2 separate regions of the Pungitius pungitius genome follow, and region 1 is linked to region 2. A link is a contact called in public Hi-C data. All regions are on one chromosome and are shown on one strand. Each heading gives the region's core, a stretch centred on a gene start, on an enhancer-like site or on the middle of the called end of the contact. The rest is flanking DNA. Distances are from core to core; before and after follow the strand shown.

What was found. A called contact is a pair of places that touch in the nucleus more often than the background predicts.
Region 1: a Hi-C map of muscle shows a contact between it and region 2, with 8 times the contacts expected there. The contact joins the promoter of eef1e1 here to the promoter of tmem14ca in region 2. A contact is called at or near these places in 2 of 2 Hi-C or Micro-C datasets (both in muscle).

Annotation. Positions count from the first base shown.
Region 1 is chr19:10,229,089-10,231,911 of fPunPun2.1, forward strand. It overlaps eef1e1 (eukaryotic translation elongation factor 1 epsilon 1), which reads left to right and starts at 1,537. Exons shown (of 4, transcript XM_037456399.2): 1 at 1,537-1,652; 2 at 2,353-2,550. The coding sequence starts at 1,569.
Region 2 is chr19:9,850,169-9,853,236 of fPunPun2.1, forward strand. tmem14ca (transmembrane protein 14Ca) reads right to left here and starts at 1,385. Exons shown (of 5, transcript XM_037456397.2): 1 at 1,243-1,385; 2 at 720-813; 3 at 383-484; 4 at 144-231. The coding sequence starts at 795.

The sequences.
Region 1 (2,823 bases), core at 287-2,786, 380 kb after region 2:
TCTTAATATGTTCAAATACACAGTGAGTGTATGATTTATTCAAATGTACCAAAGTATGCGATCCAGAGCGTCATTGGTCTGTTGTGTAGTCTAAGCAATGCAACTCAATTGCAATGCAATTGACATATTGTAGACATAAAATACTGGTCACATAATCATGACACTTATATAGAAGGATTCTTTATATTCACAGGCGCCGTCTTTTAATTACAAGCTGATCGGTGCCGTGGTGTATGCTTTGCATACAAAACACTTTATTTTAATACTTGATGTGGAATATGGACATTGTAATCATCTTTTCCCTCCTCGTGGTGAAAAAACTGTTACCCTCAAAAGTGGAAAATATGGAGAAACAAAAAAAGTACCATGAATATGTCTAAATTAATTCTGCTGTCGGCTACCCCATCGTCTTTTTTACGTAGGAAATATTTTAACATGACGCAGTTTGAAAACCGCAGGTGTACTCTGCGGTTTAGACCCCCCAGGCTCTGCCTCCCTGGCCTGCTTTTTATATTTTATTGCTGTCTGCATAACATCCAGTGAAGAAATATGAATTTGATTTGTATTGCAGCAATGGCTGACATCACCTCGAGCCTTGTCATTCAGGTGAGCTGTAACAAAGGAGGACTGATGGGGATGCAAAGAAAGCTTGTGGTGTGACACCTCTGCCCACGCTGTACAGTATCAAACACACGCACACACTAGAATATTATCACATGAACACACTTGGAGAGTATATACTTAATAAGCCCAATTTTGACTGACAGGTGACATTTCATTATGAGAAAATCAGAGAAGCCCTGTGCGAATGTAAACGGACAGGACACACACAATGTCACCGCCAGGACACGCTGCAGAGACAGATGGACAGGACAGGGAAACTTTGCTCCTGTACTTCTGACTGAAACGCCAGACCTTCCGCTGTCATTCTGATTCTGTTAAACCACAAACCCTTACGGATAGTTCTGCAAAAAAAAAAAAGGGTATGCTATGGACGAGGAGCATTGCGTAACACCCATCTTTGATCAGATTATATCCCACACCAGTAGGTTTGGCTTGCAGTTTAGCCCCCTTATGAAATGCTGGGATATGCTCATATCCAATAACGATATACTGAGATGGGGTGTTTATTAATTTAAATGAAATCAGTATTTGGAGTTTATTTCAGTATGTTGTCAAGCGTACTCACAGAACACATCAGCCTAATAGATAACATCAGTAAAGATGACCTTAAGTAGAATGTTCCTTTATATACAATGTTTACAATAAAATAGATTATTTATAAATCATAAGTTATTTTCTTAATGTTGGTAAATGATTCAAATACCCTCATATATAGTTTACCTACTTTTTATTGTCTCATTTGTTTTTTTGTTTTATTTGTCATTAACTTTTTTTATTCGACTTTATGGTATTTTGGTAATGGCTTGACGCAACGTAGGGGAAAGACTTGCAAGCTGTGTTTAATTGGTTAACACAACTAGCACTCAAACCATGGTGGGCGGGACTTGAGAGTTTGACCCAATCGTATCATACGCACACTGCACTGCCCCTTCGACAGTCAGAACATGGCTCTACGGGAGCTATCATCGCTGGAGAAATATTTAGGACTGAAAAAGCCGAACAAATACAGTACACAGGGGGAGAAAAAGGTGACATGACCATACTTCTTTGTGGTATCCTCTTCGGGCTTTAAAACGCTGTTTCATTCTTTTAGGCAGCTCGACCACTACTGTAACGAGGACACAGCAGCTAGCTAGATAATGCTAACGAGCGAGTCGTGTGTGTTGAATAAGCCGGCATCATCGTGTCATAACCATAACAACCCTTTGTTATCACTTCAGTTAGTGATCTTTTTCACCGCTGGGCCGATGCATCACATCCACGCAGCGACATTCGTTGCCAGTTGTCTCGTTTCCACTCCTCGGCACAATGGAAGCAGTCCCGTGCTGTGCGCATGCCCGTCCGTTGAATTAAAGCGAGGCAGAGTGCGACGTCATTCCCGATGCGCGTGCATTCGCATTGTGGGCTTCCACTGCACAATGAATGGAAACGTATTGACAGCCTCAGAGTCAAAACCTATGTATTACTTATTAATCTAAGTAATCAACTTCATTCAATCATTTTTCTCAAGGGGAACGCGGACAATCACATCCATCGTTGAACTGGCTCTGGGGGGGACAAACAAACAAAATAGCAAGGGTACATTTTCGACCTGTTTGGAACTGAAGAAGGTTCTTTAAAGTGACACAAGCAAACACAGGCACAGCTGGTCTCTGCATTTAAATCAAATAAGAGAAGAGAATCCCCCTTTCTATCACCGTCTCACCATCCTCCTACGTCTCTTTGCAGGTGCCTGTGCTGCAGAAGGCCAATGCCCCCCCCCTGGTAGGCTTGGTGACGGTCGCCTGTCACCTGGCGAAAGAGGCCAAGCGCCCCGAGCTGCTGGGAGACTCTGCAGAAAGCAGGGCGCTGGTGCAGCAGTGGCTGGAGTACCGGGTCACCAAGCTGGACGGCTGCACGAGGGAGGACGCCAAGACCGTCCTGAAGGTACAGATGGCGGACGAGGCGGTGGAAGTCTTTGAAATGTCTCCCGTCTTCCTTTTCGTTTCTGCACACTCGTATGCATCTGTACTTGTGATTCATTGATTGATTCCGAGCCTGCTTGGATGAAGCTTTCACCTCCCATCTTGGCTGTCTTAATTCTGATTGTGTTTTGGTTTCATCACGACTGCAAAAGAAGAAGAAGAAAAATAATAATTCTAAATAATTCCCTTTACCTTTGAGAGGCGCCCCAGCATCTCATCTCAGTTTCTCCCACAT
Region 2 (3,068 bases), core at 135-2,634:
TCCAATCACATAAACATTTATCAAGTACATTTGCTTCCATAGACGTAACAGTCACGTGGTCATCCTGACCAGAAACCCACTTCACTTGAATATGTTTGAGTGTGTGTAACAAGGATAGTCAGTAGTGGCATGAAAATGGATACCTTGCCCCCGCTATCAAGCCGGCTGGCATTAACTTCCTTGATCCATAGAACCTCTTTCCCATGACGGCGGTCAGAGCTCCAGATGTGGCTGGAAGACACCGTGTGGTGGATAATGTCAGTGTAAGGTAGAAAAACAGAACGCATTATGACCACAGTGATCATTGTTAATGTATCCGCTCATCACATAGTTCACCTCCACACAGCACATTCACACTATGCAGTACAATCTGTATACCAACCGAGGGACACCCAAATGTTTTTGGGGTCATTGGAGATCTGGTAGGCACCAAAACCTGCAAGGCCACCGAAGAGAAGACCCGCCGCCAGGGAGGGGGTGCTGCCTTAAAGAAGCAACGCACAGGTGTTTCATGAGAGTCATCTATTTTGGTTTTACGTGCATAATTCCATCAACGTAGCTACAAAAAAGACACTTATTATGGAAGAATGTGGTAATCCCAATTCTATACTTACTAGAAATTAAAGATCAGTTTAATTGTGAACTTGAGGGATTCAATGATATGTCAAGAAAGTCAGAGAATCGTTGTCATTTGAAAAATAAAAAAGTGCTCTACATACGTGCTTTAAAATAACCAATGGCTCCCCCGGAAGCGATGAGGGCTGCATATCCATATCCTACGTAATCAGTAGACATGTTGGACACTTGCAAAGTCTTAACAAGCCAGTGAGGGGGGAGAACACACGTGACGTTAGTAGTGTTCACGGTCACTATTTAATTCAGACGATTTCCTGCTACGCAACGAAGTTAAGGCCACTACCGCAAAACAGAACACCAGAAACACGGTCTAAGTGGAGGAGGTTTTCCCCGCTGTTACACAGCTGCGATGGTCTGCTTTGAACCAGAAATCGTTACATTGAAGCCTGACGTCTAAGTCAAGGCTGTCTATCCGTTTGAGGACTTGTGAGGTTCAGCTACGTTAGCTGCTTAACAGTTTTATCATGCGCACGTGTATCGATCGCATGCAAGCTCACACAATATATTGCCTGCGCCATTTATTTTAATGTGGAACAATGTGAGCTTAAAAAACGTCTGATACTATCACAAAAGAAAACGTGAAACGCAAATAAAGCCACATACAACCTTGCTCTTTCAGTTTGTCCTCTGTCACCACCGACGGCAGCCTGTTCACTGTCGAGCACGAATGATTGGTGCACACAACACGCACCGCGGTGCCTGATGGGACATGTAGGCCACTTGCTTCGGAGGCAAATCAGAATCGTCTTTAGTGGACATTTATGCTTGCCAAACATCGAACTTGACTCCGGTTTTCACATTAACAACAACAATTAGAGTCCAATTGGAGAGGTAGAATACTAAATGTTGAGTTCAGAAAAGGGAGAATTTTAAAGCAATGCAAATTGATATATATTTTTATTTAAACTTTGCAACGATATTCACCAAACCACTGAAGTTGATGGGATATAGCCTTTGGTTACGTTTTAACCATGACTTTCACGTGTCTCCATACAGCAGGTCCTGTCATGTTTGTCTCTCTTATACTTTGTGTGTAACTATTAACACGTTTGACATTATCATCCGGATTTTTTATTAAAATATGAGTTGACACTGCCACCTGATGAGACGGGATTTGAGTCATCGAGCAAAGCCTCCCCATCTGTTTCCACATTGATGTGCATTGTTCAGACAGACTATTGTTTGCAAGTAATTTGCTGTAAGGATCTCATAAACACCTCTGTTGTCTGATATGCCATCATGTTTTTGTTTATGCTTATGCTCTACTAATGGAAAAAAACAGGTAGCTATCTTATGACATAAGAGTGAAAATAAACTACAGGTCTACAATTCAAGGGTGGACCTTGTTTTATTATTACCGCCACAAGATGGCACTACAGGATTAGATGAAGTTATATTTCAGCCATATCCCGCATCTCCAAGCTTTGACAAGACCTGAGTTGTTTTGCTTTATATGTAGAGCAAAATGTCTGAAAAATGATAAAACACACACAATAGCATCAGAATATGTATGTTCAGTATTTGAGCCTTATGGGTAATTACTGTGAAAACGAACAGGTCTTAGAAGTGGAATTAGGGTCCATTAAGAAAGAAAAGTGCTTTCAGGTGAACGAAAGCTGGTTTGACCAATGAACCCAATGAATAGCATACATTTAAATCTAAATTTAAATCAAAGCTAACTGATAAACCGGACATTTGGTTAAATTCTGAGCCCTGTCATATGTTTTTTTGACACCTGCTTTTTGTTCCACCGACATCGCTTTGGTATATCACCTATGTAGGAATGCTCACTGCGCGCACATTCTCATTTGGTTTCAATTACAATGCAATATCATTTTAAATTCATCTACGGAAGCAAGATGGCGCTATAATACAATTCATCACAGTGGGGATGCAGCGTTTCCATGCAATGGGCCCTAAAACCTTCCCACTCAATAGACACTAAAGCGCCTGACACCGGGACTCCTGTACCGGGACATGATCCGTCCTCAGCAGGCTGACACGTGCAGCTTCCACTACAAAAACAGCATCAACAATAACAACATGGCCGCTTTGTAATAACCGCACCCATCACAGCTCATGGTTTTTGTGCTTTAATGAAACGAGGCAAAGAGGAGAGAACATCAAGTAGAAAAGTTGGAAGTGATTCTTTCTCATTGACACTGAATTCATAATTAAGGCAGTTTACGTTTCAAGAGGATTCGTTTTTTCAACGAGACACGAGCCCCCCCCCCCCCCCCCCGTTCACACACACACCACGGATACCAAATCAATATAGAAAATTTTATATATAATAACAACAATGATTACAACAATAATAAGTTATTGTAATTTGTCTAAATGGGAATGGCTGTACGAATGGCCTGCGGTGCAGCCGACGCCTATTAAACACAGCTTGCAATTTTAAGAAGCCGAGCGTTGCCGGAGGCCCA